Linked DNA regions of Arachis hypogaea: region 1 is linked to region 2. The links are chromatin contacts, called in public Hi-C maps. All regions are on one chromosome and are shown on one strand. Each heading gives the region's core, a stretch centred on a gene start, on an enhancer-like site or on the middle of the called end of the contact. The rest is flanking DNA. Distances are from core to core; before and after follow the strand shown.

Evidence for each region. A called contact is a pair of places that touch in the nucleus more often than the background predicts.
Region 1: a Hi-C map of leaf shows a contact between it and region 2, with 1.9 times the contacts expected there. The contact joins the promoter of LOC112722347 here to the promoter of LOC112722344 in region 2. A contact is called at or near these places in 2 of 8 Hi-C or Micro-C datasets (both in leaf).

Annotation. Positions count from the first base shown.
Region 1 is chr11:107,036,027-107,041,052 of arahy.Tifrunner.gnm2.J5K5, forward strand. LOC112722347 (probable inactive poly [ADP-ribose] polymerase SRO5) reads left to right here and starts at 1,596. Exons shown (of 5, transcript XM_025773341.3): 1 at 1,596-2,848; 2 at 2,969-3,210; 3 at 3,338-3,471; 4 at 3,561-3,656; 5 at 4,623-5,020. The coding sequence starts at 2,376. The coding sequence ends at 4,763.
Region 2 is chr11:106,801,433-106,806,463 of arahy.Tifrunner.gnm2.J5K5, forward strand. It overlaps LOC112722344 (GDSL esterase/lipase At5g62930), which reads left to right and starts at 1,793. Exons shown (of 6, transcript XM_025773337.3): 1 at 1,793-1,927; 2 at 2,184-2,261; 3 at 3,981-4,121; 4 at 4,415-4,491. The coding sequence starts at 1,829. LOC112722345 (GDSL esterase/lipase At5g62930) reads left to right here. Exons shown (of 6, transcript XM_025773339.3): 5 at 475-639; 6 at 1,011-1,305. The coding sequence ends at 1,179.

The DNA of each region.
Region 1 (5,026 bases), core at 346-2,845, 230 kb after region 2:
TGTCCCAAACATAGGTTCATTAAGTCTATATTGAACCAGTTTGACTTTTCATATAATACCTAACCCTAAACGCAAATCAAATACTAACTATATTGCTTCTAGATCGCCTTTCTAATCGACATTTATCTTTTCCGTTAAAGCTTTGCTAACTTTTTTTTATTTTTATCTTTTCTTCAATATTTTATCTTTCTTTTATCTTTTCCTCACTAACATGTTCTTACCACTTTCTAAGCATTTTATGAAGGTAATTATGAGATTTTGAGTTTAAAGTTGTCTTCTTAAGATTTTTAAAAAAAATTATCTTTTTACTATTATTTTAGTATTTTTAATAAAATAATCATATTTAATAATTTATTATTAAATAAATTTTAATAATATTTTATTATGAATTTTTAAAAAATATATTTTTTATTATTTTGTTTTTATCTCTTAACCTTGCTTTTTTGAAAACGTCATCCATGAGAAGTACAAAGTTTATCCGAAAAAAAAAAAGATATATGGCCAAATGAATAAAAACTAAGTGGACAAACTAACAACCGGGTAGTCACCAAAAAAAAAAAAACTAACAACCAGGTACAAAATATATAACTGACCCAAAGAGAATGATTTAAGTTACAAAAATTATTGATAGTTGACTTTAATGACTGGTTTTGGTGTATATATAATATAGTCGTTTATTTATATTTATATATTATGTTATAATGTAAAAGAATATGAAATATGATATTATTAGAAACTAGAAAAGCCAATAATTAAGATTTAACTGTGTTTTTTTTTTTTTTTCTGTAGGCAGCATCAGCAATAGCTTTTCTTTATTTCCTTTATCATTTTCTCCCCTTTTTTTCCATAAAGATTGTTTATTTTATGATGATCTTTATCAATGGCGTTTCCATTAGTTTAAACACCACTTTTTTTTAATCATGATTATATTTACGTGTTATTTATTATCATAATATTTTTTTTTTATTAAAGATAAGAGATTCAAACTCGCAATCTCTTAATTGAATATAGACAGATTATGCCATTTGAGCTATTATTTATTGGCTATTTATTATCATATCTTCCCTTTTCTATTCGTTTATTCATTATAGAATCACATATTGATCACTAAATTTATGAGAAGAAAAAGTATGTTTCATAAACAATACTTATAATAATAGTGTGTAATGTAGTATAAGAGATATTTCAATTACTATATAAACAATACTATAGGATTATTATAATTTATTATCTTTGATTAATAACTAATTGTTAATATTTAAAAATATAAATAAAAAGTATAATACTAAATTATTATACTATTAACTAAAAATATTAGTTAAAATAAATTAAAATTATTAGTCGCACACCTTTGATACCTCTTAATTTTTTTTCCCGATGCTTCTTTAATAGAGTTTTTGATAAATAATATCATCTTTTCATACAAGGTTATTCCTAAGCCTTCAACAAATACACGTACTTAGCACTTAAGTAACCCTAAAAGATATCGATTTGCCGACCTATCTCAAAAGAATCCTATACCTACTAAATTGAAACACTGGCAGAAGATCATAAAAAAAATATATATATAAAAAAATAGAAACACTTGAAGAAGAAGATGCTACTAACACGGAACACACAAATAATTCCTCCCAAAACATAATAGACATACACATAGTTTCACAATTTTCAATATTGACCTATCGAGATAGTTACAGAAAGCATTCAATGGTGCTCTGTCCACACGATAGACATGCCATGTAATAAATTAAATTTCACAAAATTGAGTACAAAACAAAATTCACAAAATTAAAGCATAGCCCCCACGATGCCACAATTATTTAGAAATTAAAATAGAACAAGTGCAGCACAAGTTATAAAGTCCATCTAAACTTTGACCTTTGCCTTATTGCCCAAGTATGCAAACGAACTAACCCGTTAAGAAAGGGTAAAATCGTAAATTGCATATGAAAGACGGTTTTGAAAATAATCAAAGACCTCTCCATGTGAGACCCAATCTGCATTACGAAAACAGTTAGCGCCCGCAAAAGTCAGCAAAAATAAAAACACCGCCTCATTACCAAAAAAAAAAAAAAAGTTCCCTTCGTATGGCGGTTTTCCCTTGTTGCTTTAAAACACTTGACATCTCTGATTCTTTCTTCTCTTCTGACTCTGCAAACAAATTCGTGTTTGTCACTGAAGCCGTTACCGTTTTGATTTTCGTCGCTTTTTCTTTCCTCCCAAGTTTTTCATCAAACATGAACTTATACTTCTTCAATACACAAACACAATTACTTAACCTTCTTTGCAATTAGTTTTCTTTTTCTCTCATCTTATAAATACACAAATAATTGTATACAATTCTTTTGTTCTCTTTCTTTCTAATTCTTTGCATAATGGAGAGACGGACTTACGATGACTCCGCGAATTTGGCGTCGGAGATCTCAATTTCAGATTACGCCTGCGGCGACGAAGACTCTTCGGTTTCAGATTGCGAGAGCAGCGTCTCCGGTGATGCACGCAACGTGTTCGATGAAAGGTTCGTGAGACTCCCCGAAGGAGACAAGGCTCGCGACCTCGTTCAGAGCAGATTAGTTAAGGGACTAGCATCGTGCGGGTTGAAATCCAACGTCGTTTCGGTTCACAGAAATGCGTGGCGTTCTGTAATGGCGCAGGCGCGTGTTCAGTGCTTCCAGATCTTCGCGCGTGCCGTTGCGAAGTTGCGTGGCGGCGATCCCAACGTGAAGTATGCATGGTATGGTGCTTCGAGCAAGGAAGAGGTTGAAGACATTATTGAGCACGGTTTCGGTGGGAAGATGCCTCTCCGTGACGGACTTCGTCTTTCGCCGGATGATTCTCCTCTCAAAAGGCACGCGCAAAATTCTTGATCCTTATCTATTATTATTATTATTATTATTATTATTATTATTATTATTATTAGTTGCTGATCTTGATTTTTGTGAATAATTGAATTTGATTGGATAAACAGTGTGAAAAGCTGTGGCGTTGACAAAGATGGTCTGAGGCATGTGATTCTGTGCCGCGTTATCTTGGGGAGAGTGGAGATGGTGCCACGTGGCTCCGATCCATGCGGTTCAAGTTCGGAAGATTATGATTCCGGTATGGACGGCAGCTTCTCATCTCCCGAGGGGTACGTCATTTGGAGTCAACGGGTCAACACGCATGTCTTGCCTGAATTCGTTATAAGCTTTAAACTTCATCCCTCAAAAGGTTGGTGCATTCTGTTTGCTACTGTTTTATTCGCTAATTCAGTTATTTTGCTATGAACTAGAAGTAATAGTAATATACTCTAGTAATAATGCTGCATGTGTTTGATCTTTTCGTGATTTTGTTGTAGGTCATGTGAGGATTGAAGAGCCTTTGAAACCTTCTTCCCCTTGGATGCCATTCCCCGCTCTGATTTCTGTGCTTTCTGAGATTTTGCCTTCCTCTGATATTGCCTTGATTTCCAAGTTTCACAAAGATTATAAAGTGAGTGCTTCATAACTTGTGTCCAGAGTTTCGACATTGATAATCTTTTTTTAACTTAGACCGAGTCTGCGTTTCCTATGTCTTAACAGGAAAAGAAAATTTCACGGCATCAATTGATACAGAAAGTAAGAGTAATAGCAGGAGACAAACTGCTCGTTGCGGCCATCAAATCTTTTAGGGAGAAGGTACATTTAATATTTTTCTGGTGATTTTGATTTTAAATTTAGTCTAATGATGTGGTCCTTGCACTTGGGATTTTCTGTAAAGTTACAAGCACAACACTGTAGTACTGCAGTTCAAGTCGATAAGACTATATCATGGTTCACAGATGATGCTATGCTATATTGAATTGTGCAAAGATTGCTTTGTACTGTATGAATTTGAATGGCATTTGAGCATTGGTGAATGTTTAGCATTACCCGACATTCTGGAGTATTAAGAACTAGTGGCATGTAAATTGGGGAAATGAGATCACCTACCCTCAAGTTAAAGATATTGGGGTCTTAAATTGCTGGAGCAGCAAAACTGGCTGAAGACACAGTAATATGTGTTTCCTGCTCAGAATAGAATCTCTCCCCCCTCCTCCTTCTCTCCCAAGTGCTTCTGTTGAAGTCGATATTTTTTATGGTCATGACTGAAATGAAGAGGGTATCCAGTTTTTACCTGGTATTGTATTTGGAAATAAAGAAAAAGGTATTAAGGTAACATAAAATTCATTGAATTTTGAACTCTTACCCACATGGGTACATCTCAGCTGTGGATGTTACCCAACGCTCTTCCTGTGTCTGGATAATTATGGAATTGTAAAGGCCCGAAGTGAATTACCTTCAAAGTGAAACAAATTAAAGGTGGTGTTCAAATTAGTTTAACTTAATTTGTTACACAAGGAGAAAGCACATCTTTGACTATGCTCATTGACTTGTTTTTCTACTAAATTTCTCCGCTGCCTTAGGTTTGAGTCTTTCGTCCTCTTGAAAGAAATAAGTAGTTGAATCCAATATTGAAACTGTTGTAGATTTAGAGTATGAATATGGTCCCACTGATTTTTCTTTTCTCCTTTGTGTAGATTATGCCTTCTTCCTTTGCCACTTTATATTATTTTGGCTTGTAGAAGTGATCTTCTAACCCGGTATATTTAATATTTTTTCCAGAAAATACCTGCAAGCTTTAAAGACGCAAGGTCATGGCAACCGGAAAACCATCTTCGTGGACAGAATATGGTGTCTTTTATGAACTGTGTTAGTGGATTGAAGGGAGGGAGGAATACAGAACGTGATAGAAGGCCTTACTAACTTGGTAGCCAAACTTACTTTGAGGTTGGAAGTTGTTGTTTAGAAGCAGAGTCGCATTTGGAACTTATATTCTTTCCTTTGTGATACACATTTTCTTTTGTTGTTGAATGTAGTTTAGGACAAGGTCTTCGTTATTCTAGTTACAATTTACAAAATGAAATGCTGTAATCAATGATTAATAAGACACACATTGAATAGACTCCTGAGTTACAAATGTAACATCTATCAGATATATGTTGTTTGCACTTGTTTAGCAATCGGCT
Region 2 (5,031 bases), core at 543-3,042:
AGAACAATTTGGCCCTGTCCCACTATGTGGATTGGATAGATCAGACAGCACTATATTGTCGTGTCATGTACCTGTAAGTATATATACTCAAGAAAAAATATTCTGCAGATAATCCTCTATTGATGTGTGATTATTACCAAGTTATTAAAAAAATCTGCTGTATTTAGACCTCAAAAACATCTCATCCCACTCCAAATTGCTAGTGCATTCTCTGGTTTATTGTTGCTCACTTGGAGTCCATTAAGAACTATGTTTTGCGAGTTTTATTTTGGTGGGAAAGAGAAGGAATGGAATGATTTGAACTGTAAAGTGGACTGAGGTTTACACTTGAGTCCCTTCGTTTCCCTGCCTTTCTGGCCAAAATAAAAGTTCGCACACACGCTCTTTAAGTTTCATGATCTGGCGTAGAAAGAATGTTTGCTTACATTAGCTTCCAATAACTCAGCCATTGTTAATTTCACGCTGATCCTGCAGATCCTTGTATGGTGAAAATGCAATGAAATTTCCAGAAAGAACAAATGAAGTAACTGGTCAATATGCGAGTGCTTGTGTTGAAACAGCCAAGGAAATAGGTGTGTTTTCTGTTGATCTGTGGTCCAAGATGCAAGAAACAGATGGCTGGCAAAAGAAATTTTTGAGGTTCGTTACAACCTGGACTTTGTAGTTATATACTATTAGTGGATGCCTACTAATCCACCTTTTCTCTAATATAAGATAGTCAAGATGGTAAGTAAACCTTTTATTAAGAGTTCTTGTGTTTTAATGAATATATAAAAAGAGTATTAGGAAAGAAAAAGCTTGATACCAAATAACCAAATTCCTATCAATTATTCCCTTTATATACGGTAGATGATATAGTTCTATTGGTAAAACCGTCATGCTTATGTGTTTGTAGGTTTTTTATGCATTGGTTTAGTGTATAGTAAGATAAGAACTATTGTCTTTTCTGAAATATATGGCCACCTATTTAAGAGTTATATTATGCTAACAGTGATGTGTTACTATTACAGTGATGGGTTGCACCTGACACCGGATGGGAATGCAATAGTGTACCAAGAAGTGATAAAGATTTTCAATGAAGCAGGGCTTTCTGCTGATAATATGCCACTTGATTTTCCTCATCACTCAGAAATTGATGCCAAAAATCCCGAGGGAGCTTTTCAGCAGAAATGTTTTTGATGTCACATTGTGGTTTTGGTAGGGATCTTCGATCTAAATCTATTCTATTTGGCGACCTATTATTTTTCTCCTCAACTCTGAAATAGATGTATAAGATCATATATGACAAGACAGATAAATTCTTTATACTTTTGCATTATTTTCCTCCATAGTCTATGATGTCTAAAAAGTATTGCCTAATTATTAAAATGGGTAAAATAATTAATTCTAAATTTAAAAGTATAAAAGTTAAAAAATTTAAAATATTTTAAAGTTACTATAAAAAGTAATTTAGACAAAAGTTAGACACTAAACAAAAGGCACCATAGAATTGGCCTTCCTCCATTCTCTTTTGCCTTCGGTGGTACTATTATTCAGTGTACACTTACTAAAAAATAAATTATAATTTAATATATTAACTACAAAAAGGAGAATAATAGATATTTTGAAGCAAACTAAAAAAGAAAATGATATAACGGGCAACTAAGTAAAATGTAAGAAATTGGATTTTTCTCAATCTCGTTAATAAATGCTATCGTAATTTTGGTTCGAATCACATTAATGCTGAATTAAATTTCATTTCCTTTCAGTCCATTTATCCCGTTAATAATCATCCATCAACTGAAAACACATCCACGTTATTCTTTTGAAAGAATCGTCGGGTAAAAAAATGAGGGGGCAAATCATGCTGTTTGGTGATTCCATAACTGAACAATCCTTCCGGCCAGGTGGTTGGGGAGCTGCTCTTGCCAACGCCTATTGTCGCCAGGTCACACTTTATTTTCAATTAACTTTCAGTTACACTAATTTTCTCTACTCTCAGATAGTCAGATAAGTATCTATGTTAATTGTTAAAAGAAAATTCACAAATAAGTGTCTATTAAGTAAATGTGTTTTTTTTTAGAAAAATAAAGTATTATACTCCTGACTTGATGAATAAGAGAAAATAAATTAGTAAATTAATTTTATATCACTCTTTCTTTCTTTCTTTTTTCTCAAACCAAGTGAAAATCTATATTGTTCAGGCGGATGTAGTCCTTCGTGGTTATGCGGGTTACAACACTAAGTGGGCTTTGTTCTTGCTCAATCACATCTTCCCGCTGGTACGCTACTATGCACTACTCAATGCAACTCATCATGTTCTTCATTCCCCAATTTGTAGATCCGGGAACAATCATTACAGGGGCAAATAAAATTAATTAATTAAGTAAAATATAAATAATATTAAAGTGAATTATACTCCAATTCTCTCTTACATGTCTGTATTTTATTGGCTTTTGGGTATAGAATTTGAAAGGATTAGCGTTTTTGTTAGTGTTTTTCGTCTCTTTCTCGGTCACAAGATTTAGTATGGATTGGCATTTTTAGGGGGGAAAAATATTTTCTTATATAAGTTTAACGGTATTAAGATATAACTTTAGAAAAAAATTGTTAAGTACTCTGAAGTGTTACGTGTTGGGATATTTATAAAGTAATAAGGTAGAATATAGTTATTTACTGGAGATGGTTTTTGAAGATGGATGGTTATTCCCTCACAATGAGGAGTTACCCCATGTTTAAGTTGGTTATCTCCCTAATAGTCATAAATTCATAATAGAAGTAATAGAAAAAATATCTAGCTTACTTCTGAAGTCAAGTTGGCACATGGATTGGTTTTGCTATTGTTGAGCCAGTTTCGGTGGCCTAATTTCAAAGGTAGCTTATCTGCTAACAAGGACGTGGGCTGGGCTTTATTAGTTGGCCCAGGTATGAACATTAAGAAAAAAAATAGAGATGATTCTTTTATTTTAAACATGTTGAATGTTTTAAACAACCTTATCCAGCAGGAACACTTCTTTAATTTGTCAATTTTAGACACACTCACTTATTGACACTCGTCCAATACGTATCTTTTGTGTCCAAGCGCATTTTAATAAAATATAAAATTTCTTTTAAGTATATTTAGACACACTTAAATACTATTATATATCAGTATATCAATTTTATTCTTAACATGTATTCTTTAAAATGAGTTTAGAAATAGTATATATTATTAATTATTAAAACAAAATATATTTTAAATATTTTATATAAATAAAAAAAAAATATTAAAAATAATTAAAAAATTAATTTATATTTTAATATTAATAAAATACCAAAATATCATTATAATTTATCTAAAAATTATTTTATATTATATATATATATATGTCATGTTTCGATCTCTTATAAGAATTTTAAGAATTTTAACGAGATCTTATTAAATTAAAATTCCTTTTAAATAAAAAACTTGTTATATTTTCTAGACACAATTAATATCTAATAAAAATATTTTAATAAGTAAAGTAAAAGATAACACAAAACACACAATGTTCTTCTCCACGATAGTTATCTTCTAATCTATCGTTTCAGGATTTTCAAGCATTCACACCCGTTTGAGGTGCATTAAAATCCTCACAAGACAAGTTTCTTAATATGGTGTTGCTTCCGATCTACAAAATCTGTTTGCTAAGTCCTTAAATCTAGGTCCTTAATTTTGTTTGTGTCAACCTGGTGTTGCCAACTTGCCTTAAAATAGAATGATAGGAAGAGAAAACTGGTATGGATAGGAATTTGAAATGTATTTAGTCGGAAAATTTTGAATATGAAGCTTATATATTTTTGTGATTAAACTAAAATATTTTGACACTCTTACATCATAGTTTATCAACAGCTCCGAGCCTCTGTTACCCCCATCTTTTCTTCATTAACTAAATAGAGGTTCTTTACTTAATTTTGGTAAATTGCTTAGTTAATGTTGAGCTCCAAGTGTGTTTATTTGTGTGGCTGGTTTCCTTTTTCAGGACTCATCTAAAGCTCGAATTGCTACCACAATTTTCTTTGGTGCTAATGATGCAGCCTTGTCAGGAAGAACCAATGAAAGGTTCCATGTACCCATTGAAGACTACAAACAAAATCTCAGAAAAATTGTTCTGCACTTAAAGGTTAAATCTTTTTTTCTCCTTAAATTTAAGGGTGCACTTTCATTCTGGTAACTATAATGTAACTCTGGAGACACTATATTCTTCTGTATGACATTGTCTTGATTTTCTGGAATGTTAAAAAGTTTTTAAAGTCACACTGTTTTTCTTTGAACCTTTGCTGTCTCTTCTATGTAGCTGCTGCATTGAATTAATTAGCAATACTTGGGCATGGCAACAAGCCAAGAACAAACCCTTATGCCATTAAGTACCAGTTATATTATGTTTATTAACTATAGGTCATAGTTTGGTTCCAGGAATGTTCTCCAACCATGCTTATTGTGCTCATTACTCCACCTCCATTTTATGGGGAACGGCGCCATGAATATCTAAAGTACGATAATAAATCCTTTCCTTCCTTATTTTTACAGTCAACATTCATAATGTGCATTCATTCAACTATTGGTACAACCAGTATAATTGCAGTTATTATCACCACTAGTATCCATCTTTTCCAAACCTCAATTTGACTGTTCTCCTCCAGCCATGTCCATCTACAAGTCTATCTTGTTCTCTCTTGCTAGTTGCTACACTTCATGCCATCATATTGAGTTGTTGTTAGTTCACTTAGTCGTTACTGCATCTGCAAGTATCTACAACAACAATTAGGCCTTGTCCCACTGTGTGGATTCAGATAGATCAGACAACACACCATACGATTAATCTTCTGTTATTGTAAGTATATAGTCAAAGACAAAATCTTCTGCGATTAATCCTCTATTGATGTGTGATTATTACCAGTGATTAAATAAGCACTTCAGCAGTATTTAAACCTTGTCCCACTCCACATTATATGGTATAACATCATTGCTACTGTATTCTCTGGTTGTTTTTAGAGTTCTAACTTTGAGTCCGTTGAGACACTGTTTTGCAA